Regions from separate parts of the Mus musculus genome. Here all the other regions are linked to region 6. A link is a contact called in public HiChIP or PLAC-seq, Micro-C and promoter capture Hi-C data. All regions are on one chromosome and are shown on one strand. Each heading gives the region's core, a stretch centred on a gene start, on an enhancer-like site or on the middle of the called end of the contact. The rest is flanking DNA. Distances are from core to core; before and after follow the strand shown.

What was found. Hi-C and Micro-C count contacts between places; a contact is called where the count stands out from the background. HiChIP or PLAC-seq counts read pairs in DNA pulled down with a chosen protein or histone mark. Capture Hi-C pulls out chosen DNA fragments and counts their contacts.
Region 1: a contact with region 6 is called in an H3K27ac HiChIP or PLAC-seq map of T-cell acute lymphoblastic leukemia, with 2.8 times the contacts expected there. The contact joins the enhancer-like site here to the promoter of Cux2 in region 6. A contact is called at or near these places in 7 of 39 promoter capture datasets (the C10 cell line, HPC-7-derived erythroid cells, cranial neural crest and 3 more), 1 of 484 Hi-C or Micro-C datasets (bone marrow-derived macrophages), 3 of 115 datasets of contacts at active chromatin or transcription factors (T-cell acute lymphoblastic leukemia, embryonic stem cells and stem cell-derived neural progenitor cells) and 2 of 9 other capture datasets (embryonic stem cells and liver).
Region 2: a promoter capture Hi-C map of adipose tissue shows a contact between it and region 6. The contact joins the promoter of Mapkapk5 here to the promoter of Cux2 in region 6. A contact is called at or near these places in 2 of 39 promoter capture datasets (embryonic stem cells and stem cell-derived epiblast-like cells) and 1 of 9 other capture datasets (adipose tissue).
Region 3: an H3K27ac HiChIP or PLAC-seq map of acute myeloid leukemia shows a contact between it and region 6, with 5 times the contacts expected there. The contact joins the promoter of Brap here to the promoter of Cux2 in region 6. A contact is called at or near these places in 2 of 39 promoter capture datasets (liver and stem cell-derived epiblast-like cells), 1 of 484 Hi-C or Micro-C datasets (embryonic stem cells), 2 of 115 datasets of contacts at active chromatin or transcription factors (acute myeloid leukemia and embryonic stem cells) and 1 of 9 other capture datasets (liver).
Region 4: a contact with region 6 is called in an H3K27ac HiChIP or PLAC-seq map of embryonic stem cells, with 7 times the contacts expected there. The contact joins the promoter of Aldh2 here to the promoter of Cux2 in region 6.
Region 5: a Micro-C map of embryonic stem cells shows a contact between it and region 6, with 4 times the contacts expected there. The contact joins the promoter of Vps29 here to the promoter of Cux2 in region 6. A contact is called at or near these places in 1 of 39 promoter capture datasets (stem cell-derived epiblast-like cells), 1 of 484 Hi-C or Micro-C datasets (embryonic stem cells), 2 of 115 datasets of contacts at active chromatin or transcription factors (bone marrow-derived macrophages and memory CD8 T cells) and 1 of 9 other capture datasets (adipose tissue).
Region 7: a contact with region 6 is called in an H3K4me3 HiChIP or PLAC-seq map of embryonic stem cells, with 21 read pairs. The contact joins the promoter of Atxn2 here to the promoter of Cux2 in region 6. A contact is called at or near these places in 2 of 39 promoter capture datasets (the HPC-7 cell line and embryonic stem cells), 6 of 484 Hi-C or Micro-C datasets (embryonic stem cells and nephron progenitors), 13 of 115 datasets of contacts at active chromatin or transcription factors (the SCID.adh cell line, T-cell acute lymphoblastic leukemia, cardiomyocytes and 4 more) and 1 of 9 other capture datasets (embryonic stem cells).

The regions. Positions count from the first base shown.
Region 1 is chr5:121,762,713-121,766,520 of GRCm38.p6, forward strand. The region is part of intron 5 of Atxn2 (ataxin 2); the gene reads left to right. Among named protein-coding and RNA genes, the nearest start is that of Atxn2, 53 kb to the left of the region's middle. Within about 2 kb of position 2,534, at least 9 of the 459 cell types and tissues checked have an H3K27ac peak or open chromatin away from gene starts, as enhancers often do. A contact at or near this core is called in T-cell acute lymphoblastic leukemia, where this site is marked.
Region 2 is chr5:121,544,167-121,547,719 of GRCm38.p6, forward strand. Mapkapk5 (MAP kinase-activated protein kinase 5) reads right to left here and starts at 1,726. Exons shown (of 14, transcript NM_010765.2): 1 at 999-1,726. The coding sequence starts at 1,034.
Region 3 is chr5:121,659,267-121,662,935 of GRCm38.p6, forward strand. Brap (BRCA1 associated protein) reads left to right here and starts at 1,297. Exons shown (of 12, transcript NM_028227.3): 1 at 1,297-1,582; 2 at 2,734-2,895. The coding sequence starts at 1,501. It overlaps Acad10 (acyl-Coenzyme A dehydrogenase family, member 10), which reads right to left and starts at 1,244. Exons shown (of 21, transcript NM_028037.4): 1 at 1,027-1,244.
Region 4 is chr5:121,592,446-121,596,182 of GRCm38.p6, forward strand. Aldh2 (aldehyde dehydrogenase 2, mitochondrial) reads right to left here and starts at 1,379. Exons shown (of 13, transcript NM_009656.4): 1 at 917-1,379. The coding sequence starts at 1,036.
Region 5 is chr5:122,352,256-122,356,146 of GRCm38.p6, forward strand. It overlaps Vps29 (VPS29 retromer complex component), which reads left to right and starts at 2,073. Exons shown (of 4, transcript NM_019780.2): 1 at 2,073-2,221. The coding sequence starts at 2,219. Rad9b (RAD9 checkpoint clamp component B) reads right to left here and starts at 1,950. Exons shown (of 13, transcript NM_001382853.1): 1 at 1,884-1,950; 2 at 289-359. The coding sequence starts at 1,920.
Region 6 is chr5:122,047,676-122,051,314 of GRCm38.p6, forward strand. It overlaps Cux2 (cut-like homeobox 2), which reads right to left and starts at 2,176. Exons shown (of 23, transcript NM_001312908.1): 1 at 2,101-2,176.
Region 7 is chr5:121,710,022-121,713,593 of GRCm38.p6, forward strand. Atxn2 (ataxin 2) reads left to right here and starts at 1,588. Exons shown (of 25, transcript NM_009125.2): 1 at 1,588-2,255. The coding sequence starts at 1,615.

The DNA of each region.
Region 1 (3,808 bases), core at 1,284-3,783, 280 kb before region 6:
AGAGGTGTGCTCCAGGGCACATATGTTCACCTGCTCTCACTGCTGCCCGATACATGCATAAGCTTAAAGCTTATTTTATTTTATTGCGGATAAAATGATTTGGTTGGTGCCAGTTGTTTTGCTTTGCTTCTTCTGGCCCTAAGCTTATAGGATCTTCTGTTCTTTAACCCAGTCAGGTGGCAGCTGCAGAAGGCCCTCCGTTTCCTTAGAGCACAGTGCCTGAGGTGCTTCCTCAAGCTGCCTACCCTGTGCTCGGAGTGCAGTGCTGCTGCTGTCGAGCTATGCCTTTTTAAAAACATGTTTTTTATTTTTAGATTTATTGTGTATAAGTTTGTGCTACTGTATGAGGCCAGTGTGGACTCTCCTGGAGCTAGAGTTAGAGGAGGTTGTGAAACTGTCAGATGTGGCCGTGGGAACCGAGCTCATGCCCTGTGAAAGTGTATCAGGTATTCTCCACTACTGAACCGTGTCCCCAGCTCTTGGCCCTGAACTTTGGAAGCTAATATCCCACACCAAGGTCTGTGTCTCCACCAATCCTTCTGGTCGCCTCTTTCCTAGACTGCTTATCTCTTCATTGTGTGATCACAATAAAAGAATAAGTGTTGTTCTGGCCAATATTATCATATTGTAATCAAAGGATCAAGGCATTTTTCTCCTGGTTGTGAATGGATCTTGGCAAGAGAAGGATCCACTATTTCTCCTCATGGGGTTTGGTTAGTTTCCTGTTGCCATGATGAACCTGATAGAAATGGCTTACAGGGGGATTATTTAGCCTGAGTCGTGGCTTCAGAGCCTGTAGAATATGGTTCTCTGGCTCTGTGAACTGTGAAGAGCAGTAGGTTGTATGGTGGTTGAGGGTTTCACCTCAAGGAGGCAGAAGGAAAGCAAAAGGCGCCAACCAGGGCAACATGTAGGTCAAGGACAGAAGCCCCATGACCTGCTACCGCTAATTAAGCACCACCTCCAGGTAACTCCACCATACTGTAAATAACATCAGGGCTAACTGGTTAACTTCTAGCCCTCAGGAGAGAACTCTCTGGAAATGGACTTGCAGACCTAACAGAGATACTTACTAACCACAATGGTATTTCTTAGTTTAGTCAGTTCATTATGGAGACAAACCACGGTGCTGTCAGAAGCTATCCCATTTGAGTCTGTACACCTATAATCCTGTCTATTTCTGCATGCCAAAAATGTCATTTCCCCAGTGTTGTTTGTGTTTGCTACAAAATTTGCTTTCATGTGTTGTTTATCATTTTAAGAAATTAGTCATTTGAAGCTTGTTGTTTTGAAGTTTTTGTTTTGGGAACAGGTCTGTGCTGTGTAGATTAGGGTGACCTAGGGCTGCAGTTCCTTCCCTGTCATCTGCCCGGTGCTGGGACATGCTCACTGCCATCCATGCCCTGCAATTAGTCATTCTTGCTTCCTCCCCCTCCCCTCCCCTCCCCTCCCCTCCCCTTCCCTCCTCTCTTCTCTTCTTGAAATTAGATATTGTGTTATGTATGTAAGTATACTATAGCTGTCTTCAGACACACCAGAAGAGGGCATCAGATCCCATCACAGATGGTTGTGAGCCACCATATAGTTGCTGGGAATTGACCTCAGAACCTCTAGAGGAGCAGTCAGTGCTCTTAACCATCTCAGTGCACTGAGCTATCTCTCCAGCCCCTCTTGTTTGAGTTTTGATTCTCCAGACAGCGTTTCTGTGGCTTTTCTGAATTCACTCTGTACACCATGCTGGCCTTGAACTTGACCAGCTTTTTAAATTAACTTTTTTTTACTTTAGCAAAAATTATACCCCCCCCCCCCCCAAAAGTCCCATCCACTTGTTTTTCTTTATTTCCTTACCTATGAAAGTTTAGCCTATGAAGGTTTTTATTCCTGATCTTTTGTGGTTTGTATGCTTACAGTTTTATTTATGTGAGACAAGGTCTAGCCCTGACTGGCCTGGAACATGATGCTGTGTAGGCCAGGCTGCACTCAAACTCACAGAGGTCTCTCTGTCTCTGCCTCTCTGCCTCCCAAGTGCTGGAATTAAAGGTATGTGTCATCATACCTAGGTATTTTACCTTATCTTATTGGATTTGATTTTGAGATAGGGTCTGTGTGCAGTCCCAGCTGTCCTGGAACTCACTAAGTAGATTAGACTGAGCTGTTTTTATATATGCATATATGGTTTATTTGTGTCTGCTACATGTGTAGATTTCCAGAGGCCAGAAGAGAGCATTGGCTCCCCTGGAGCTGAAGTTACAAGAGGTTGTGGGTTTCTTTGCGGGTACTGGGATCTGAACTTGGTCTTTTGGAAGAGAAACACTCTTACCAGCTGAGCCTCACTCTCAAACCCCAGAACTGATTGAGCTTGTGGCAGATTTTAATTTGACTGTTGATGTGGATATGTCTTGTCAAGCATCCTCTGCTATAGAAACTGTCCTCCTAGGGAAGTGACTTAGTGCCTTTCCTGACAGTGAGGCTACCAGATGTCAAGATGTGTGGCAGCTGCGGAGGAGACCGAGTGGTTAAGAGCACCTGCTCAATCTTGCAGAAAACCCAGATCTGTTCCCAGTATTCAAAAGGAGTTCATACCTCTCTAACTCCAGTTCAGGGGAGCTGATGTCCTCTTCTGGGCTCTGCAGGTGCTGCAGGCATATATGAGGGCAAAACACTCAAACATATAAAATTAAATCTTTAAAAAATGATATATGAATTTCTGATTATATTTTGTTGCGCCTTGTGCCTGATTCTGTTCAGAGCTGTGGTGTCTTGTTACTGTGCCAGTGTAGTAAGTTGAAATTTTTATGGATTTATTTTACATGAATGAGTTTGCCTGGGTGTGCAGACCTTGTGTTCTTGAGGTCAGAAGAGGGCATTGATATCTGGAACTGGTTATAGATGACAGTCTCTTTGTGGGTGCTGGGATTGAACCCAGGCCTCTGAAAGAGAAACAAGCACTACTCCTCAGAATAGATACTCTCAAGCTTTTTGAGATAGGGTCTCACTGTGTAGCTCTGGCTGGCCTTGAATTCAAATCGTTCCTCCACTACCACCACCATACCATGAAGGCAGTGGCTCCCACACCTGGCAAGGACTTCATATTATGCTCTTCTTTAGGGATAGACTTCCAGAATGACTTCTAGTCAACATTCCTTCCCGTGACTCTTCAACCTTGATGGCCTTCTTGAGCTTATCTCATCTGCCCTGTTTATCCTTGGGTTTGCTTTCTACAAAAGCCCATGCACCGCAGAGGGTGCTAGACGCGCTTTCAGAACCCAGAACCAGATCACACCTTTGCTCTTCAGTCCTGAGCTTTTTGCTCACCCAAGTTGCTCTTCAGCTGGATACTTTACTATTAGTTTGCTGGGCTGCACTTGATGCAGTTGACATGGTTTCTGTGGGCTGAGGAGAATGAGGGTTTCTTGGAGCCCCAGGCAGCTTTTTCTCATGACTCCTGGGGCACTTGAGGAGATGGTTGGAGAAGCCGTGGTCTGCTGGGGGCGTAGCAAGCTTTCCTAGGCTGTAACAGTGTCCCTCTCTAGTCCTTATTGCATAATCATTCCTCAAGATGAGTTCCTAATCCTGGGAACCAAGCCAATAGCAGTCATCTATTATTTTTTTATAGGCATATCGATACAGACAAAGATTACATTTTTGTTTAACATTCAGTTCTGGGAAACAAAAGATATCTAAAAATGATATTTTTCAGTAGCATGATATTTAAGCATATTTTTGTGGTTGCAGATCATTTCTAGTCATTTTGATTTTTAGAAGGACTGATTTAATGTTTTGATCTCTTTGTTTTTGCTTGCAGGCC
Region 2 (3,553 bases), core at 476-2,975, 500 kb before region 6:
AGAGAAACCCTGCCTCGAAAAAAACAAAACAAAACAAAACAAAAAACAGAAAAGAGTTTGTAGTTTCATGATGGCCTCTTTACTCTTTGTGGCCAAAGACAACCTTGAACTTTTTATTTCATTTTTTTTTTAATGTGTGTCTCCAAAGATGAGAGGGCAACTTGCCAGAGTTGGTGCTCTCCAGCCATGTGGGTCTAAGGATCTTACTCTGGTCACCAGGCTTGGACTGAGGCTCCTCTTCTGAGCCAGATATTAAATCACAGCATTGGCTGGGATCCTCAACTACTGATCCTCCCGCGTGTGTGTGTGTGGGGGGGGGGGTGACCCCTCCCCGTGCCAGTTTCATGCAGTGCAAGGGATCAAACCCAAGGGTTCATGCATGGTGAGTACTCTACCAGCTGGCTATATTCCCAGTCCCATTTGGGGTCGTTTTAGAATACGGGGCGCTTTAAACTCTTCAGAAATAAACTCTTGATTCTTGAGAGTAGACAAGAGAACAGAAGGAAATGAACGCACAGAGAAGGGAAAAGCCAAAGGGCAGGTTTTGGGCAAAGGTAAAGCAACTCCTGAAGTTGAAGGTCTCAAACAGGCTTGGTTCAGAGCCATCAGGAGGGGTCAGAGCCACTGCCAAGTGTCGCAGTGGGTCACCAAGATGCAAATGGACACAGTTGGAGGTGATGGAAACATGAGAGTCCTAAGAAGCCCTCTTATATCCCACTCATATGAAGTATCTCCACACTACTCAACTTCGTTCTAGCTGAGCACAAATTGCATCAACCAAGGAGGCTAGAGGGAATCGGAGACACCACCCTACACAAGCCAACACTCTGGGCCTTCAAATGCGGTCCCCTTCCCCGGGAGGCCGAAAACCGAACTTACTAGATGCTAGGAACTAGAACCTCTACCTCCCATTCAAATTCTCTCTATTTCCCAAGGCCCACGATGAGCGGAATCGCGGTTGTCGACAAAGCAGGGTACGGGTTGCATCTCCCGCTTACCTTGATGGCTTTCTCCATGTCGCTGTCCTCCGACATGCTCCGCTGGGCTCCCACAGCCCGAAGCGGCGGAGGCTGCGCGGCTGTCCCGTCCCCTGGCAGCCGAGGAAGCAAAGGGCTCGGAGCTCGGGGAGACGGGCAGCGCCCGCCCCTAGGGAGCGGAGGGGATGAAGGTCCGGGTGCCGGCTCGGCTTCCGCAGGCGGCTCTAAGCTGGTGGCGGCGGTGGCGGCGGCAGCGGCGGCGGCCCCTGGGGACAAGCCTTTGTGCTGGGCCCCGCGCAGCCGCTTCCCGGCCTCATCCCCGGCCGGGGAGGCAGGCTCCCGGGGCAGGGCGAGGCGGGGAGGGGCCCGGCCTGGAGCGCCGTGCGGGGCTTTGGCGGGGCCGCCGCTTAGGCCTGGGTTCGCCAGCTCCTGAGGAGAAGCCTGCGCCGCCGCCTCCGCCTTCCCCGCCGCCGCCGGCACCAGCACCGTAGCGAAGCCGAAGCCGAGCCCGCCGCCGCTGCCGCCGCCGCCGCCGCCGCCGCCGCCGCCGCTCCCACTGCCGCTCCAGCGCCACACATCGCCGGGACGCCTGCGCCGGGCAGCCCGCCGGCCGCCCGCCCGCGCCTCACCCTCTGCAGCTTCACGCCAGCCATGCTGCCGCGGGGCTCTGCGACCACCCAGCCCCGCGCGCCTCTCGCCGGCATCCGCCGGCCTTTCTGAGGCTTTCCCGAGCCGCGCGGTGGATGTGCAGGCGCCAGCCGGGTCGTCCCCGGGGCGCGCCGCACGCAGCACAGGCCCCCGGGCCTTCCACTGACGTGGCGCTGGGTGAATGACGTAAGACGGCGCGAGGCCTGGCCTGCCGAAAGAGAAGCGGAATGCAGGGAGGGCGCATGCGCGGGAGCCCGCTGCTGAGTGTCTTGTGTTTTGAGCGAAACCTGTGGATGCAGCCAAGGAGTTGGCTGGGAAGTGGGATGGTAACGTGGGACATACAGAAATCTGGCTGTGTGGGAACCAACCGGATCGTGCTCGTCCTGTCAGCTTAGCGGGGTCGGAGATGTTGCTGCCTGCTGCAGCCATCTCAGCATCCCGAGGATGCTAGAAGCGGGAAGGAGGGACAAACGAGTTCTTGGCTTCCATGCGGACGGTTTTAGGACTAGCCAGTTTATGAAGCAGAATTGAAGGTTTGGTTGATTGATTGATTGATTGATTGATTAATTGATTTTTCGAGACAGGGTTTCTCTGTGTAACCCTGGCTGTCCCGGAGCTCACTCTGTAGACCAGGCTGGCCTCGAACTCGGAAATCTGCCTGCCTCTGCCTCCCAAATGCTGGGATTAAAGGCGTGTGTCACCACCGCCCGGCTCTGAAGGTTTTATTAACGATTACTTAAATGGAAGCGTATCCCTGAGAGAGTCATAAGAGACGAGTACACAAAGTATACACAAAGGAGTTTAGTACACGTCCTTTCTGTTAGATTTCTGAGGCAGTTCAAAGGAACAGACAGGGAGCAAAAGAGAGATGGGAGCCTGACCTCTTAACAGTCAGGACTGTGATTACTGGTGCGCACAGCAGGGGGCACAGTCCTCCTCCTGGAAGTTGGACTCCTCTACCAGAGGAAAAAGCTGGCTTCGAGGAGCCTATATAGTAAGGGTGTTAAGAATGCAGAAATATGGGGGGAGAGGCCTCAGGCCACTTCCCATTTCGTTTTATGAAGTTATCTAAATCAATTTAGATATTAAAATCAAAACTTCCAAGTTTTGGCCAGCAGTAGCCTTTGTCCAATGTGCATGGAGGCTAGATTGGGACCAAGAGCTGAGCAAGTTAGTGTCTTGAGGTCTCCCCATAGAGAGCTCTTTTAGATTAGCCTTCAGCCAGGCTAATGGTATGTCCTTTGGAATGGACAGTTTGGAACCCATGGCAGGCGTGCAACCAAGGTAAAAACATGGGTTAAATTGAGTCACCCAGGGGTATCCCTCAGATTTTCGATTAACCAAATGTAATGAGCATATTTAAAAAAAAAAAAAGCCGGTAAACCTGAAAAAAATAGCTTAGTTAGGAACTCCACTACACCCAGTGCTGCACCTGATAACCAGAACCCAGTGACCCAAGATAACCAGACACAGCCCTAGAACCCCATGGCCTCCACTGGACAGTACCTAAACAGAGACAAGAGCAATGCTCTGCACATCTGGAGAGACCTTCATCGGCCCTGCAGCTGGACAGTCTTCCCCAGGATCCTGACCCTTGAATCAGAGGCCACTATTAGAGACTGCACCTGACCTTTTGCTAATATGTCATACAGGTGAGCAGCCTAATACAACATACCTTGCTATACCAACTACCTGTGTCTACATTCTTGCTCACAATAAACATGCTTCAAAAGGAGAGTGAGGGGCTGGAGAGATAGCTCAGAGGTTAAGAGCACTGACTGCTCTTGCAGAGGTCCTGAGTTCAATTCCCAGCAACCACATCATGGCTCACAACCATCTGTAATGGGATCTGATGCCCTCTTCTGGTGTGTCTGAAGATAGCTACAGTGTACTCGTATACATAAAATAAATAAATAAGTTAAAAAAAA
Region 3 (3,669 bases), core at 47-2,546, 390 kb before region 6:
TTACAGGTACCATTTGTATCCATGGCCTCTCCCAGACCTCTTACACTATAGCATGTACACAATATTGTCCTTCCTGACATGTCATATTTTTTCTCCATATATGCACTAATCTTACCTGGCCTTTCTTCCTTTCTTTCTCCCTTTCTTTCTTTCTTTTCTCCTTCCTTTCTTTCTTTCCTTCTTTCTTTCTCTTATGTGTGTGTGTGTCCTGAACATTGTTTCGATTATATCGTGTGTATGTGTGTGTGTATTTTAGACACTGAACCCAGAGCCTATACCTAAAGCATTCTAACCCTTAAGTGCATTCCTCAGTGTGTGTGCTCACTATAGCACCTGCACAGAGGACAATCTTGAGTTAGTTCTATCCTGCCATCTTGTGAAGCACAAAGCCTTCAGCAGAAGCCTGGAAGTAACCCTGGCACTGATGAGGTGGAAAAGGCAGGAGGGTCAGAAGTTCAAGGACATCTGATTCCAATACGTAGAGAACATAGATTATCTTTTCTCCAATATATAGGGTTCTCAGTATCTTGGGCTACTCAAGACCTTGTCTCAGAACAACTCAAAACCTCAAAACAACTAAACAATGGCCAGACGGTGGTAGGGCAGGGCTGTATCCCACAACTCCAGAGGCTTAGGCAGGCAGATCTCTGAGTTCGAGGACAGCCTGGTCTACAGAGTGAGTTCTAGGACAGCTAGGCGTACTTGGAGCAACTCTGACTTGGAGAAGAAAACAACAAAAACAAACAAAAAATAAAACAAAACCAAACACATCCAAACCACAAAACCAAATTTAACCATGACCTATAGGCTTCCCAGCGTATCCCTGTCTCTTACACAGCGTTTTGTATCACACAACCGAGTGGTTATGCAATAACTAGCTCAGGATCGCACGAGTGCTGAAGCTTGTCCTGTCTGGGGCTGTTTTCTGTGTCCGCAAAAATAATCATCCCACGCAGCCCCGCAGTGCCCGGCTCTCAGTGGATTATCTGTGAAGTCATTGCGCTCCTAGCCAGCCCCTCGCCATACCTGCAGAAAGTTACAACCCTGAGGTCGAAGACCCAGGAAGCCTCAGAGTCTCTGCGGACCCATAGACTCTCGGTGAGCCCTGCGGGAAAACTAAGGAGGACAAACGTAGAGAGGGGTCAAACGCAAAATAGGAGCCAGGCGTCTTTGCGTGCTCTGCGCACGCTCCTCGGACCCTGTCCAGACGGTCAGCCAAGGGGGCAGAAGCAGCTGTCGAAAGCGCATGCGCGCCCGGGGCCTCGCCCCTTTCCGCGTGCGCGTGCGCGACCCGGCGGGTCAGAGACGGCGGCCGACAGGCGGAAGCGGAGGTTGTTGTGGCTCGGCAGGCTGCGCGCGACGGGGGCTGCCGCTGCTGAGGCGGCGGCCGCGGCTTCTGAGGCGGTGGCGGCGCTGCCGACCGCGGGCCGCTCGGCCTCTGGGCTCGGGCCGCAGCCTTCCGTCAGCCCACCGGGGCCCACGCCGAGCAGCGCCTGTCCTATGAGTGTGTCACTGGTGGTCATCCGACTGGAGCTCGCGGGTCACTCGCCGGTCCCCACCGACTTCGGCTTCAGCGCCGCCGGTGAGTCGGCGGCCTCGCGCCGGGCCGGAGGGTCGGCAGCCCTCGCTCCACCGGCCCCCGGACTTGCCGGGCGCCTCTGCTCGACGTCGCCCTCGCTGCGAGAAAGCGCGGCCCAGGGCGCGGGGGCGATGCTGTGCGCCTTTCCCAAGCTGGCAGTCAGACAGACCGGTGGGGAAAGGATTTGCCCAAAGTTAGGTGTGAGTGGCTGGAAACGCGAGTTTTAGCCCAGCCGGGGACCGAGAGGCTGACGTCTTCACCACCGGCCACAGACTTCCTTAGTGGGTCATGCAGCTTCGGCTCTTCCCGTGATCGTCACAACCTTACCTGATAGCATTGAGGATCCTGAAGTGAAGGCAGGAGGACAGGCAACCAGAAGCCAGGCAGGGTTGGGGGGGGGGGGCGGAAACCTGTCTCAAAAGACCGACGAGAAAAAGGTGTGTGTGGGAGGGCGATTGCTTGGTATCTGTCAAGAGTTTTGTCATGCCCTGAATCAGACTTGGTCTGATATGTGCCATACGGACTAAATGTCCCAAGTTGATGGAAAAGAGAAACGGACACTTAGTTTGGAGAGCTGGGCTGGCGCTCGTTCTCGGAAGGATGGCATCCTGGACACTCTGTGGGTCCATTCTTTGGAGCTGCAGTAGAAGAGTGTGTTGTGGTCTTTCTTGGTCTTTGAGACTCCAGTGACTTGATTTATTTCAAGGTTACAAGCGAAATTCCAGAGCTCAAAGTGACCCCTAGATCTGAAAGTCAGTTAAGTTGGCACTAGGCACAAACAGGTAACTTCATCCTGGCCCAGTCCTGGAGACATTTATGCAGTAAAGCCTAGGGGGAGAGTACCTACTGTGTGCTTAGATGTGTGGATCGGGTGCTGAGAACTCCTACTGTGTGCTTGGTTGTGTGGGTTGAGTGCCGTACTGGACAGGCCTGGTGCCTGCCTCAGAACTGATGTTAAGGAATTTCGGTCACATCTCCGGGTTTCTGAAATGCTGCTTATTCATTAATAAGTAGAGGGACAGAGGCAGACACTGGAAAAGAGCCTCATCCAGGGGGACACGCCATAGAGGAGCAGGAAAGCTATTGATTGATGTGCCAAGAAGTGAGAGGAATTTGTTCTGTCATTAGGTATTAATCTTTCATGTGTTCTCCAGCTGGAGAGATGTCTGATGAGGAGATCAAAAAGAAGACATTGGCTTCCGCTGTCGCCTGTCTAGAAGGGAAGTCAGCCGGGGAGAAAGCAGCCATCATCCACCAGCACCTTGGCCGTCGGGAAATGACGGATGTGATTATTGAGACCATGAAGGCCAGAGCAGGTATGCCCACAGGAAGCCTGGCCGCGCTCAAGTACTCTGAGCCCCTGGCTGGTTTTTGTTTTTTGGTTTTTGTTTGTTTGGTTTGGTTTGGTGTTTTTTGCGGTTGATGAGCAGCTGAGGCTGGGTACATTTGTTAATGAGTATGGCCTTGAAGTAATCTTGCTACGTTCACCTCCTGAGTGGTGGGATCATGTGTATGCATCCGTATGTCCAGTTTGCATCCTGCTGGGCACAGACCCAGGGCTTCATACATGTAAGGCTAGCGCTCTCCCAACTGAGGTATAGTTCCAGCATGCTTTTTCCCCCCAGCACTTGTGTTCTTTATGTGATTTGTGAAGCATATTTCATTGTCTTTTTTGAAAGGGTTATGTAAACCCTGGAGTTTGGAAACATACCCCAAGACCCTGTTTTAAGAGAGTAATACAGGAGAAACTAGATTGGTTGTCACAAAGTGGGCTCTTCCCTCTGGTGGGAATGCTTATAACTACTAACTCTGCTCCAGTGGAGCAGTTCCCGGGGAAGCCTGCTGCCCCGTCCCTGCCCTACCGGCCTACACAGCTGAGGAAGTGGATGCTTTCTGCATCTATAGCATAGGTGTGGTCACAACTGGAAGGTTCAGTTTTCAGAGAGCCCTGACTTGTCACCGAGGAGCCAGTGGTGAATGTTGCCTGCTTGTGTTGGGGTGCTGCTGGATGTGGGAGGAGCTTCTGTTGGGTTTTGAGAGTGTTAAGGGATTTATTATTATTATTAAATTTTATTTATTTACATTCCAAA
Region 4 (3,737 bases), core at 129-2,628, 460 kb before region 6:
CTGTGTAGTGGGGATAGTTATAGCATCAAACTCCCAGTTCTAAAGCTTATGGGTTAAAGACTGAATTGTTTAGGACGCTGCCCTGCACAAAGGTTGGGGGAGGGGACTTTTGGGGAACCCGGACTGCAGCTCACACCAAGTGCCAAGTGCACGAGGCCCTGTAGTATCAAGAGACATGGGATCACTGTCGCCCAGCACTGGGAAGCCTGGGGCAGGAGAATTACAAGTTCAAGGCCAGCCTGGACAACTTAGTGAGATCCTGTTTCAAAGAAAAAGTAGAGAGAAAGCTGAAGACCGGAGGTGGTAGCTGCGTGTCTGGCCTGCACAAATCCAAAGTGGGGTGGGAGTGGCTGACGGAAGAACACAGAATTCCGGGCCAGCCTTGGCTACAAAATGAGATCTTCTTTCAAAATAACACATCAAGATATCAGCCCTGACTGCTTTCCCATTTTACAGAAGAGGGCAGCCAAGTCCCACTTGTTGCACAAACAAAAAGAATACTTCACAACCACGTTCTTTCATGTGATTCCAGACTTTACCAAAACTCAAAAAGCTAAGACAACATTCCAAAGTCCCGGTTGGGTAAGAGCGGCCACAGAGGGGTCCTGACCCAGCTTTTGCTTCTGAACTCTGGCTCAGGTCTGCGTGAATCGGGTAGGGGTGTATGGGAGGTCTCGCAGAGAGGAGCTGGGACGGCTGGGCCTTCCTGGGTGAACCCGGACCGCGCGGGGAAGGAGCAGGCTGCATCGATGCGGGGTAAAGAGGCCCAGGACTGTCCCAGGCCGAGAGGCGACACACTGCGGCCACATGGGCAAGGGAAGACGCGCGCAAAGATCGCTGGGCGCGGAGGGGAAACTGAGGCCGCGTCGCCCGCTCCGTCCCGCCCTAGGGCCCGAGGAGGCGAAGTGAGTCTCACCTGGTTGCAGAAGACCTCAGGCTGATGGTTGGGGGCTGGCACCGCGCTGGTGGCGGCGGCGGACAACAGGCGGCTCAGGCGCGGTCCGCGGCGGACAGTGGTGAGTGCGGCGCGCAGCATGCTGAACTGAGCGGAGCTTAACTGACCCGAACTGAACTGAAATGGGCGAGCCGAGCCGAACGGAGCCGAGAGAAGCCTTGCCGATCGGAGGGCGACTGCAGCGTTGAAGAACAAGTCCTCGCCTCCGCCCCCTGCAGCCGCCAATGGGAGGCGGAGACACGGGGGCGTGGTCAGGGAGTCCCAGCCCCTCACGGCCTAAGGGGCGCGACCCCTGGCTCCCAAAGCCAAGTCAGAGATGGAGTTTGCAGAACCCTGAGAAAGCCTAGCCAGAGTGGTGTGCGCTCCTAGCAGGGTGGCTGGCGCCTAAGGCTCACATCTGTGCAGATATGGCGGCGAAGAGAATTCATGAATGCGGTTATTCCATGAACAGCCTGGGACTGGGCACTTGAGGTGCAGGACGTCATTGGCTAGAAAGAGACGTGGACGCCTGGTCACTTGTGTGCCTTTCAACCAGGTGAACGCATCACTAGGCTAAGGAGATGGTGAGAATCTTGGCAGGGGCTTCTGGGTAGTGCAAAGAGAAGTGTTTTGAAACCCAGGAGCCCCAAACTGGGTGGAGCCCTTGGAAGCTGAGGCCCAGCCTGTTTCTGAAGCACCCAGAAGGAGGAGACTGCTGTGTATGAGCATCGCCCTGCTTTGGTGACTCGAAGGATATTGTCACCCGCGCTGTAATAGCCAGTGACCAGACAAGGTGTCTGGGCGCGTTTCCTCGTGTGCCTCTCATTTTAGCACCGGACAGCTGAAGTTGTTCCGGACTCCGCACCGTTAGCACAAAACATGAGGAAAAAAGCATTTAAGGACCTCACAGGCTGGTCACATGACCCACCGTAGGTGCAAAGGAATCTGGGAAACTGAGAACGCTGTTGGGAGAAATTAAAAAGGAGCCACTGAGCAGACTTCCAGATTCCCCCCGGGGGTCTGCACATACAGAAATCCAAAAGATATGCTCGAATTTCATATCTCCCTGGAGACTGTGCAGCTCTGTATTAGTCAATCAGGTCAGAATGAAAGCTTGGCTCAGAGAGACACACAGGACCCCTTTGTTTTCAGAATTAAAAAAGAAAAACAGCAGAAAAATGGGTCTGGGTCTTTAATCTCAGCATTCAGGAAGTATTTATTTTATGTTTATGAGTACACTGTAGCTGTACTGATGGTTGTGAGCGATCATGTGGTTGCTGGGAATTTGAATTCAGGACTTCTGCTTGCTTGCTCAGGTCGGCCCCGCTGGCTTCAGTCTAAAGATTTATTTATTATATATCTAAGAACACTGTAGCTTTCTTCAGACACACAGAGGATGTCAGATCTCATTACTGATGGTTGTGAGCCACCATGTGGTTGCTGAGATTTGAACTCAGGACCTTTTGAAAAGCAGTCAGTGCTCTTAACCTCTGAGCCATTTCTCCAGCCCTAGCATTCAGGAAGTAGAAGCAAGCAAATCTCTAGAAAGCTCGAGGCCAGCCTGGTGGTCTACATATGAGTTCCGGCTAGCCATCAATATATACATACATACATATATATATGTATATATATATATCCCTTCAAAAGTTTCACCTGCAGGGGCCCTCTGGGTGTGTTTGCTTGTTCTGCGTGGCAATTCGCCCTTGTGCAGAAGTAAACCATTTTGCCTTGCCAAATGTGGATCGTGAATCTCCACACCCATTTCCTGCAGGAAGGTGTCCCCATTCACTGTTTGTAAAAGGGCTACTTGCTGTCTCATTGACTACAGGCCCATTACCATTTAAAGAATTTTCTATGGGTGACATTTAGGTGGCTTCCAATCTTGGGGGACTACAAATAATGCCCCGGTTTGTAGAGCCACTAAGTCATGGGACATTTCCTAATTAAATACTGATAGTGCTATATACAGGCTCCTCCTCCATTTATGATTGGGTGTGGCCTTTAACTCTTCTCAGGTTGGAAGTATCACAAATCAAGAATGTGTTGAAAGTCTACTTTCGGGCTGAAGAGATGGCTCAGCTGTTAAGAGCACCGACTGCTTTTCCAGGGGTCCCCAGTTCAATTTTCAGCAACTACATGGTGGCTCAGAACCATCTGATGCCCTCTTCTGGTGTGCCTGAAGACAACGGCAGTGCACTCATATACATAAAATTAAAAAAAAAAAAACCTAAAACAAACAAAAAAAGACTTTTAAGAAAGTCTACTTTCTCGTGGTACCTGCCCTGTAACATCAGCATTCAGGAAGTGGAGTCAGGAGGATCAGGAGTTGAAGGTCAACCTGAGCTACATAAAGAGTTCTAGGCTAGTCTGGGCTACAGGAGACTCTATTTCAAACAAACAAATTACTTCCACACCCCTACCACAGAACACAGCTTATCTATTGTCACTGCCGTGCTGTAAATCCTACTTATCAAAAGTCAGTAAAAAGACTGGGTAGGATGGGACCCCAGTGTCGGACAGTGCCACCGCCCTATGGGAATCCATCCTGTTGCGTGCCAAGAGAAGCACAGGGAAGAAGAAGATAGTGCAGGTTGCTCAAAGTCACGTGTCCTTCCCCACTGGGTACCAGGACAGTTCCTGATGGACACAGGATGGTCGGATCTGAAGAAGCCAGGGGTGATCATCAGATCCTTCCCTTGTATCTTCTGAAGCCATGGTGTTCTCTCTCTCTCTCTCTTCTCTCTCTCTCTCTCTCTCTCTCTCTTCTCTCTCTCTCACACACACATCTATTCTTGTGGGAGAC
Region 5 (3,891 bases), core at 823-3,322, 300 kb after region 6:
TGCCTCCCTGGCACTGGGAATATAGGCCTGTGCCATCACACCTGGTTTGTTTTGTGTTGTTGTCGTTGTTTTTCGTTTGTCTGTTTGTGTTTCTTGACCCGTAGGGGAGGGTTTGAGACAGAGTTTCTCTGTGTGGCTTTGGCGTCCTGGAACTTACTCTGTGGACCAGGTTGGCCTTAAACTCAAAGAAACCCCACTGCCTCTTCCTCCCAAGTGCTGGGATTTGAGGCACACCTGGCTTTTTTTTTTTTTGGTTTGGTTTTCGACACAGCAGGCCTTTTAACTTACACCTTTCTCGGATGGGTCTAGCCACAGCTCATCGCTCACTCGTGATAGCGTTTGTACTGCTTTCCCAAATACTATGGAGGAAAAGAAAGGTGCGTTCACATTCTTCCCAAGCAGTGAAGACAAACCACAAGACTACTCTTGTATGCACAGGACTCAAGTGAAAACCAGAAAGGACGGTGGGATCCACTGAACAACTTAGTCATGCCTGTCAAATGCAAGTGATTCTTCTGTTGCGTGTTAGCGCCCTGTGGGTCAGACTGCCTGAGATGGAAATAGGGGATTTTAGTTTTACAGAGACAAGACTACTCCTCAATCAAAACACTAGTTATCCAAAATTGTTGGCAAACTTCATCCTTCCGAAACTTCAAGGCCTTTTCCGACTAACCCATTTCATCCTGGCTCTACTAATTGCTCTACGCTTGATCTTGGGCTAAAGGCTGGAAACTAAGTGGTTAGCACTTGCATCCATTCATGGGCTATCCATACGACAACAGCATTGAGCATCTTGGCTTCCAACATGCTAGGCTAGGTTAACATGTTGTTAGACTATAACGATCTCAACTTTGATGCTGTGTCAAGCCTTAGCAAAGTGCATCACTATGAGAGGAGGCACCATGACAGGAATTCACCACACGGTGTCCTAATTGTATGTGATGCCACAGAGCTGGAAACAGTGGTTTGAAATCCTTTTTTCCTGAATATGTCCGAACAATTTCCCGTTAAGTGATTACACTGAACTTTTTGGTCAAGATACACCTGGGAGTTAAACTACTCAGCCGATCCACACAGCGTTTTATAGACTAATTTACATTAGGAAATGCCGTATACCCTTACCTACATACACAGTAAGACTTCAATAAATATGCATCGACATAAAATTCAACATTATTTCTCCTGCAAGCCAATTTCCGTGCTAATGCTCTCATTCATTTTGAGTTCTCCCAACCTCTGAAGGGGGATGGTACACTGGCCCTTCTTTGGTCTGTCTACACACAAACCCGGTCCCCAGCCCAAGCATCCCACCCCCCTTATAAGGCTATGTATTATACAGTTCTCCACACAGTCTTTCTAATTTCTGATCTCACTACATGGACTTTTTATTTAGCCCATGCTTCTAACAACCTCTATCAACGAAGGGGCTAATATTAGTCTCATTTTTCGACTGAGGGACAGAGAGGATTGTTCGAGATTATATATTAAAACAAAAACAAAACCCAACAACAATAAAAAAAATGTCTCCGGCAGAATGTCGAATAAAGCAGCAGGTTGGTTTTCCCACAGCTCAAAAATACTTTTGCTGGTCAAGTATTATTTCCCCCCTTGAATTCTCTCCACATCAGCCCTCCTCAATCCGAGTTTAAGGCCCAATGGCACAATTCTTTTCTCGGTCACCGAATTAAACCCTGGACATAAATCAAATGGAACGGGGCTGGCATGCTCTTCGAAGCCCAGCATGGCCCTCGCGAGGCGCGCTATGGCAGCTTCAGTCGTGGCGAAGAATGGCGGAGGAGGCCGAAGAAGACGATGGATAAACCCTGCACGAGGCGTTAGACTTTTCCCTCTTCTAAGTAGCAAAGCAAGAATGGCCGCTCCACCTTTCACCTGGCCGCCCGTCATCCCGCACTTCAGCATGGCTACGGGCAGAGCAGGCATGGAGGGCGCAAGCGCGCCAGCCGCGGGTGCCCGGATGTTGCCCCCGCACTTTCCGCGAGCTCAGCCTTTCCTTTGCCCCGCCCACGAGCGATTTCTTGCAGCGCCGGGTTTTTTTTTTTTTTCCCTTGACGGGAAATGACCCTTACGGGCCCCCGTAAGACAGGCTCTTGCCAACTTCGCGTCTCATTGGTGGCGGAAGAAGTGGGCGGGTCGACCGAGGAGCCTGAGGAAGAGGGCGGCGGCGTTCGTGGTGATTGAACGGAGCCCTGGTGACAGGATGGTGAGCCCCACGGCGGCTGCTACCCGGGTGGGGCCGGGATGCTGCGGCGTCCGGTTGAGGGAGTGGGGTGGGGGCGCGAGGAGGATCCGGGTGGCCGCGGAGTTGGAACGGGAGGACCGCGGCTGGTTGAGGGTGCGGCTCGGCCTGATGTCGCCCCCTCGCCCCAGCGGCCAGAGGGCGTGCGAGGCGGACCCGGCGGCCGGACCCGGTCACGAGATCGGCTCCGGCAGTCGGTGTGACCGCACGTCTCTTCCCTCCTGGTCCTTCCCGGCTTGCTGGGGGTAGCCGGCCTCGGGGCAGAGCGCGAAGTAGCCGTCGCACTGGCCGCCACTCCGGACGGGGACCCGGAAAGGGGACTGCTCGTCTCCTGTGGCCGCTGCGGCCCCATTGAGCGATGTCGTGGGGATCGTTTGGAGCCTGCGGAGATGCGCGGGGTTGTTCGGAGAGCCTTAGCTTACCCAGTCTGCATCAGACCTTTAGGCCCGTCCCCCCCAATAGATTGCTGTCCCTACGACTTTTCTGTGCAGACACGTCCTTGTAATCCGATTTTCGAAGGCACTCTTTGCTCTCTAAAGTTGGGGGGGGGGACTGCTGTTTGTCCTGATGAAGGTTAAAGTGAAGGCACCTCACTGGCTGCTGGGCACGCGTTGCGTTTTTCACAGATTATCCTTGTGCAGACAACCTTTTAAAAAGGTGGCCTAGCAAACACAGAAGTGGATGCTCACAGTCAGCTAATGGATGGATCACAGGGCTCCCAATGGAGGAGCTAGAGAAAGTATCCAAGGAGCTAAAGGGATCTGCAACCCTATAGGTGGAACAACATTATGAACTAACCAGTACCCCGGAGCTCTTGACTCTAGCTGCATATGTATCAAAAGATGGCCTAGTCGGCCATCACTGGAAAGAGAGGCCCATTGGACATGCAAACTTTATATGCCCCAGTACAGGGGAACGCTAGGGCCAAAAAGGGGGAGTGGGTGGGTATGGGAGTGGGGGTGGGTGGCTACGGGGGCCTTTTGGTATAGCATTGGAAATGTAAATGAGATAAATACCTAATAAAAAATGGAAAAGAAAAAAAAAAAGGTGGCTTTATAAGCCGTTCCAAAGGTATATGCTTAAATTCACTGGATTTTGGCATCTAAAAGAGAATTATTTTGCTTTAGACTCCAGTTTAAAGTAGACTAGTTCTTTGATGGCAATTTGGAGACACTTGCAAGGAAGAAGAATTTGCTGGAATGATTGCATATTCATGTCTCTGAAGTCGTTTTGAGGGGTGAACGCTTATGTTTAAGGGCAGTTGCTATGCTGGGCATCACGTTTCTTTTAAATTTTTATTTTGAATTTTTGTGTATGTGTCTCTACATGAGTTTATGTGCACCAAACAAGTTCAGGAGCTACTGGAGACCAGAGGGCTTCGGATCCCCCGGAACTGGAGTTACAGGGAGTTGTGAGGTGCCACGCGGGTACTGGGAACCAAATCCGGGTCCTTCAAAGATCAGCAAGTGCTTTTTAATTGCTGAGCCATCTCTTCCATCCTAAGTCAGGTTATAACGATGTAGCCCTACTGGCCTGGAAATCAGAGATCTGCCTGCCTCTGTCTCCTGAGAGTGGGCACTAAAGGAGTGTGCCACCACACAGAGCTTGATCTTGACATTTTTGTCACATGATAA
Region 6 (3,639 bases), core at 926-3,425:
CCTGGCAAAGGGCTAAGAGATGGATGTCCGGAAGACCCTGGACTTTGCACGCTGTGCCAGGGATCACAGGAGAGGCTGAGGCGGGGTTGGAGAGTGGGCAGCTGCACCAGCCTGGGCCTGGCAAGATGCATGCCGCAGCTTCCACAGTCAATCCTCTGAGCTCTGGAACTATGCAGCCTTTTCAAACTCCCTGGAGGAGCATCCCCTCCTCTTTATATCGATTCAGATGAGCCCCCCTCCCTGGGAGCCTGTTTGTGCCAGACACACAGCCATTGTCTTAATGAGTTCACACACACACACACACACCCTTGTATGTTCCCCGTTGGGGGAGCGGTCTTGGTGTTCCTGGTCCCTGTCACCTGGACAGGCCTGTGTCCACCACCCTCACTCACCACCCTTGCAGCTCAAATCTCCTTTTCCATCTCAGTGTGTCCTGAGACCCTAACAAAAGGCGTGCAGACCACCAGGAGTCAGCTGGAACCAAGACTGGGGTGACCTTCCACAGCTCCACAAAAGCCTCCCCACCAAGACTGGGGACAGGGAGCGTCCAGAACCACCCCAATCAGCTCTGAAACCAACGCGGGGAGCCGCACCCAGGCCTCAGCCCCAGGGCAGCCTCTCTCTCCCTTTCTCTCTCCCACCAAGCCTGCAGCCCAGGCGCTTGGATGGAAAGCGAGTTATCTAATGAGAATCGTGTTAACTGGCATTCCGGCGACTATGGGCAAATACGGGGCCGCTGTAAAGCTCACCGTAGCAATTCTCTCCAGGAGAATAACAATAGCACCCGGGTAAGAGCTTCCGTCAGCCCAGCCGCTTGCTCCCCTCTAGTCTGCCGCGTTCTTGTCATCCCTTATGTTACAGAACATCAATCATAAATAAAGACGCTGTCCCCCAGCCTGCCCGGGTCTCATTTACAAACATTAGCAGGGAATACGATTACCATTGGCCTTCGTGCCAGGCCCAATGTGGCTACCCAACTCTCTCTCTCTCTGCCCCCTCCCGGCCCCTGCTCCCCACCTCCAAAGCCACTTTAGCATCCTTTAAACCGTCTAGCATAGGACACAGCCTTGCCCATCTTAGCCGGCCACCAAACTGTAACCTCAACTCGGGCGCGGACTAGGAATTGCATAGCTCCTGCAGTTATTAACTGCATGCCTGAGTGCCCCGATTTTCTCTCCGGCTCGGTGGCTTTGAGGGAGGAGGGGAGCGAGGAGTGGGGACAGAGAAGAGGGGGGCTGGAGCGAGCCACTTATCAGAAGCAACTTAACGAGATCTGCGGACAGATTAAAAAGGGAAAGTGGGTCCCTTTATGTTTTATTTATTTATTTTTTTATCTCCAGACGTGTTGTCACGAATTCTGAGAATGTCACTGGCCAAGCAAAATGCTCTCAGAGCGTGGTTATCCACAAGGCTTCCCCGCCCAGGCCATCGCAGCACCTGCCGCGACTCTGCTCGACTGCAGGGTGCAGGGAGCCTCTGCGGGCGTAATGAGCACCCAAGTGTGTCGCCAAATGGGGTACTGTAACACCGCATCTCCCCCCCTACCCCCCGCCCATCCCAGGGCCTCAGAAAGACGGTCAGCAAACATCCCAACCTGGAGGCACCTGGAGCCCGCGCACCAGGAACATGGAAAAAGTGCTGGGGCTGCCAAGAGTGTCGCCCCTGAGAAGGAGAGGGGAGCGAGGGGGGCCAAGGCAGAGAGAGCAGGGTGCGAGAGCAAGCGAGGTAGAACCGGTAGCCCCAGGGGCGCGGGTGCAAAAGTTCCCAGGGGCTGCAGCCCGCGCACCTGCTCCGCCCCGCGGCAGGTGCGCAAAGTTGCGCGCGCTCGGGCCTGGGGCTCCGGGGCCGCGGGACTGGGATGGAGGGGAAGGGGCGGGGAGGGAGGAGCAGACAGAGAAGGGGAATATCAAGATGATGGAGAGAAAGCAGGAGGAGGGGAAGCGAGGGAAGAAAAGCAAGACCGGAGAGGGGAGGCGGGAGGGGGGGGTCAAGACAGAGGTGGGAAGGACGGAGGCAGAAAGCAGGCGGAGGAAGAGAAAGCAGGCGGAGGGGGTGATAAAAAACCGAGGAGAGAGGGAGAAACAAGACGCAGAGACTAACCCTCAGGGATCGGCCCGGGAGGAGCACCGAGCGTCCTGGCTGCAGCAGCCGGTGGAGGAGGCGGCGGCGGCGGCGGCGGCTGGATGGCTGCGCAGCCGCGTCCCGCTCCCCCGCGTTGCCCGCGCGCTCTCCGTGCTCCCCGCGCTCCTCCCGTTCCCCGCGCTCCTCCCGCCTCGGCGGCTCCCGCGTCCCGGCGGCCGCTCGTGGCGGCAGCGAACAAAGGCGGGCTGGTCTGCTCACCTGCAGCCGCCGCCAGTCCAGGCGCCGTCTTGCGCGCGGCCCCCTGGTCGCCCGTACAGCCCTGGCCGGCCTCGGCCCCCGGGCCCCCCGCGGTCCCCCCTCGGCCGCCATCTTGGGGGCGGGCGCGCGGCCGGGGATGCGGCTGCCGCCAACACCCGGGCTGGACCCCGGGAGCGCGGCCCGGCTCTGCGCGCACGCCGCTCGCACTTGACTTTGGCTCCTTGCAAACTTATCGACAGCGCCGCGCGCGCGGATCAATGCGCAGGGGGGGCGGCGGGAGCGCGGAGGGGCCGCGGGCGACGGGGACCGTAAAGAACAAAGTGAGCTCTCTGCAGTGCGTGCGGCCGCTCTCCTCGCGTGGCCTCGCGCGAGGGGAGCACGGAGCACACACGCGCGACCCTCCGGCCGAGGTCCACCCCCCCCCTCGCAACCCCGCGCGCCACGCGCTCGCTGCGCTGCGGGTGACCGCCGCGAGGGGGCGCCCCGGAGCCGTGGGAAAGTCTCCGGGCGCCCAGCATGGTGCTGTACAGCACCGAAGGAAGTCCTATTGGGGAACCTGTGTGTCTATGCTTTGCGTCTTTACAGTAGGGCTCTGATCGTTATTCTTTAGTGGGCGTAACGCACCCCACAACTTTCCAAAGCAAGTCCCTGGCGTGAAGTGAATGTTGCTGCAGGATGTCCTTAGAGAAACCTTTGCGGAAGCAGCCTTTCCCCAACAGCTGCTTGGATCAGTTGAGGTTCTCCAAGGCCCGCTGTAGCAGCTCCGGACCTCTAACATCACTATGGGGGCTAGGCAGGGTGTCATGTTATCATTACCATGGCCAACGCACATGGACGGACACACACACACACACACACACACGCCCTTTGAGTATAGCGTTTCTGCTTTCTCCTTGATCTTTAACCCAGGGCGGGGAGGTCCCGGCCTTTGCAGTTCCTCAGACCCTGGACCAAAAGGGGGCGTATTTCACATATCCCTCTTCTTTTCTATGAGCCCTCCCAACTTGTTATCCTAAAGAAGGGACTCAGAAACCCATCATGCCTCGGTACCCCCTAAAAAAAACCCTAAAAAAACCTCCAGACCCTGAAGTCACCCTCCTTGCCTGCCCACCTCCCCACACCACACCCTATTGCACATCACCCCCCCCACTTACTTCCCTTCCAAAAGAAGAGGCCTAGTCCCCCCCTCATCTCTGTCAAAAGACTAGCTTTTATGGACGGCCAACCGAAATTATATTCCCTTTTTATGGCTGAGCTTGGACTTCTGACATCACTCTCGGTCTGGGACAATAGATCAAT
Region 7 (3,572 bases), core at 338-2,837, 340 kb before region 6:
GAGGCAATGCTATACTCCCTATCTAAAACTGACACCCCAGATCCATTTTTCTCTCTTTTTTTTTTAAAGTCATATTTATGGCCAGTCATGGTGAAGCAGGTCTTTGATCTCAGCAGGCAGGTGGATCTATGTGAGTTCCAGAACAGCCAGGGCTGTTACACAGAGAAACCCTGTCTCGGAAAAAACCAAACAAGAACAAAAACCACCACCGACAAGGTCATACTTATATTGCTTATATATGTGTGGCACAATCCAAGGGTGGAGGGCTGGGGACAATTCCAAGCATTTAAGTTTTCTTCTTCCACATGCCAGCTCCAGGGTTGAGAGTTAGGTGGTGAGCTTAGGCAGCCTGGGCCTTTACCTTCTGAGCTATCTGCTAGCTACTTAAAAAAAAAAAAATCCATGTAGACCAACAAGTCTGGAACTCAAGAGATCCAGTTGCCTGTCCAGAGCTGGGATTAAAGGCATGTGCCATAACCAGGGGTAACTCTTCATTGAATTGCCCCTTCTTGAGACTGGGTCTCTTGTAGCTTAGCCTGGCCTAGAATTCCCTCATGAAGGTGAAGATGACCTTGACTGTCTAATCCTCCTTCCATTTCCCAAGTGCTCGTACTACAGGCAAGAACACCATGCCTGCCTTTAATTCACTGGAATGACTTTAATAGGTTGAGGGTTTTTTTTTTTCCCTCGGCCCATCACCTTCTTAAGCAATTTCACTTAGAAAAGAAAGAAAAAAAAAAAAACCAATTTAAACTCATTTGAAAAAAGTTAACCATTTGTTTCCAATTTAATTACAACACCTTAAAAAAAAAAACGGACCAGTGTTTGGTGGCCTTCCCGAGTTAAAGTAAAAGTTTTTAAAAGGGGTCAAGGTCTAAAGTTGACATTCTTGGGAAAGTCTGTTTAGTCTTCACCGAGGGAGACCCCATCACCCAGTTCTACTACCAATCAGGTCCATTTCCCTTCGGGTCCCCTGAAGGAGGAACTAAGAAGTCCGAGCGAGCTAGGGGGAAAAAAAAAAAGAGGGTTCAAATGAAGGTCAGAGACCCAACAGTTCGCCGGGGTGAATAAAGTGGGGCAAAGTGAAGCAGCTGGCGGTGGCTTCTGAGGCGGCAAGCTTCCCCACGCTGGCAGGGCAAGTCGGCACGCAGTGGCACCTGGGGGCCTACTGTGTGCCAGGCCCCGATTGCAGGTCCCCGCCCCGAAGGTGCCCGCAGGCCATCCTCTAAGTTGTGATTTGGTGGGGTGGGGGTGGGGTGAAATCAAGGTCCTCCAAGGGGGTCGAGGACACCCGAGCAGCTCACGGCGCCCGTCCCCGAAGCAGATCCCGAAGTTCAGACCCGCCTTGGCGAGGGCGGATCCCTCCTGGCCCCCTCCACGGCCCTAGTTCGACCCCGGGGAGAGCGAACGCGGCCCAGCGCTGCGCCCCGCTCCTCACGTGTCCCTGATCGGCCCCCCGGGCCGTCTCACGTTCGACTTCCGCCTGACCCTTCCGACTTCCGGTAAAGAGTCCCCCCCCCCACCCCCGACACCTCCCCCGCCCCGGGTCTGTTTCGCATCTCCGCGCCCTCCAGGCCCGCGTCAACCCCGTCCGCGTCCGCCAGCCCGGGTCCCATGCGTTCGTCCACCGCCGCCGCTCAGCGGCCCGCGGCGGGGGACCCCGAGCCGCGCCGCCCGGCGGGCTGGGCCGCGCGGCGCTCGCTCCCGCGGACGGCGCGGCGCGGCGGGCGGGGCGGCGCGGTGGCGTATCCCTCCGCCGGCCCTCCCCCGCGCGGCCCCGGCGCCCCTCCCCGCGGGCCGCGCTCGCCACCCTGCGCCTCAGACTGTTTTGGTAGCAACGGCCACGGCGCGTCCCGGCCCGGCTCCCGGCGGCTGCTCGGTGTCTGCGGGCCTCCCCGCCCCTTCGTCGTTGTCCTGCTGCCTCTGGCCCCCGCGGCCACGCCGGCCCGCGCCTGCCCGCCCGGCGTCCGCGCGTCCCCGCCGCGCTCCGGCGTCTCCTCCTCGGCGCGCCCGGCACCCGGCTGTCCCCGCCCGGCGTGCGAGCCGGTGTATGGGCCGCTCACCATGTCGCTGAAGCCGCAGCCGCAGCCGCCCGCGCCCGCCACTGGCCGCAAGCCCGGCGGCGGCCTGCTCTCGTCGCCCGGCGCCGCGCCGGCCTCGGCCGCGGTGACCTCGGCTTCCGTGGTGCCGGCCCCGGCCGCGCCGGTGGCGTCTTCCTCGGCGGCCGCGGGCGGCGGGCGTCCCGGCCTGGGCAGGTGGGTGTCAGCTCCCCCAGCCCCCTCCGCGCCGGGCCGATCCCGCGCCGCTCGTCCCCTCCCCCGCCTCGCGCCCCGTGACCGGCCGGCTTCGCGATGTGCCGGGGGGCCCGCGGAGGGGCGGGAGGCGCCGGCAGATTCCTTCGGGCTTCTCGGGCCGTGTCCAGCCTCCCGCACCATCGCGTCCCCTCCCCCCAGACGGCCAAGATGGACGGCCCTGGCGGCCCCCTGCCCCTCCCGGGTGTGCCAGGGGCGATTGGTATCCCGCCCCACCCCCTTGCTGCGCCCCCCCCCCCGATAGAAGGGCGGCTGAGCCTGGGTGCGGGTCGCAGGGGGTGGGGGGATCCTCTCCTGAAATGAGCCTCTTTGCCGGGTGGGGAGTCGGGAGGGAGGAGGGGAGATTGAGGCCCAGCCGCCCCAGGTAGGGTCAAGCCGGGTGTCCTGCATATCTATCCCCCGCCCCGCAGACCCTGGGAAGGTGGGCGACGGAGGCGAGGTGGGTGCCAGCGGCCTAACGCACCCATCCCCCTTTAGATCTGGGGCGGCGGGGTTCCCGCAGCGGGCCGTTCTTCCCCTCCCCCCCCCCAACTGGGGAAGGGGTGGGAGTGCCCGGCTCCCTCCAGGCCCGCCTCCCTCCTTCCCCGCAAGGTCCCCTGCGCGCGGGTGGTGGCCGATCCGCATTGCTGTTCCTCGTCCGCGGAGCAGAAGGCGCCTTTGAATAGAGGTGGGCGAGGGCCGGACTCTTGAGGTGGGTTGGCCGCGGGCTCTGGACACGCACCGCATTTTCCCTCCCAACCCCCCCCCCCCCCGGCCCAGTTCCTGCAATTTTTAGGGGTGAGGCGCCGCAACAGAGGAGTTGGTGCGGGTCCGAAGGCAACAACTCCCGAGTGTTGGCTTGCGCCCTGGTCCCCCTCTCCCCTTCCCTGGGCCCGATCTCGTTGGTAGGCTGGGGTGCTGTCCTGTGTGACTGGACTCTGGAGGGTGTGTGCGTGCGGGGGTGGGGAGTGGTGGGGGTGCTTGTCAGTTCGTATTTCACGAACTAAGAAAATGCTTAGTGTTAAAACGGAGAGGCAGATGCCAATAGACTCCATTCCATTGTGGCCGGTGTCCTTAACTTGGGAAACGCCGCCGCCAGAGCTTACCAAGGGCATGCAAGTCCTTTTCCCCTGTGCCCCTGTGTTACAGGCACTACTGTGCCTCCCTCTGGCCTAGGCCTGGCTGGCAGGGCCTGGAGCAGCCTCCTCCTTAAATAGACATCCAGGACTTAGGAGGTGGGCAAGGGGATTTTTCTTGTACGGAGTTTTCTTCTTAGCCGCA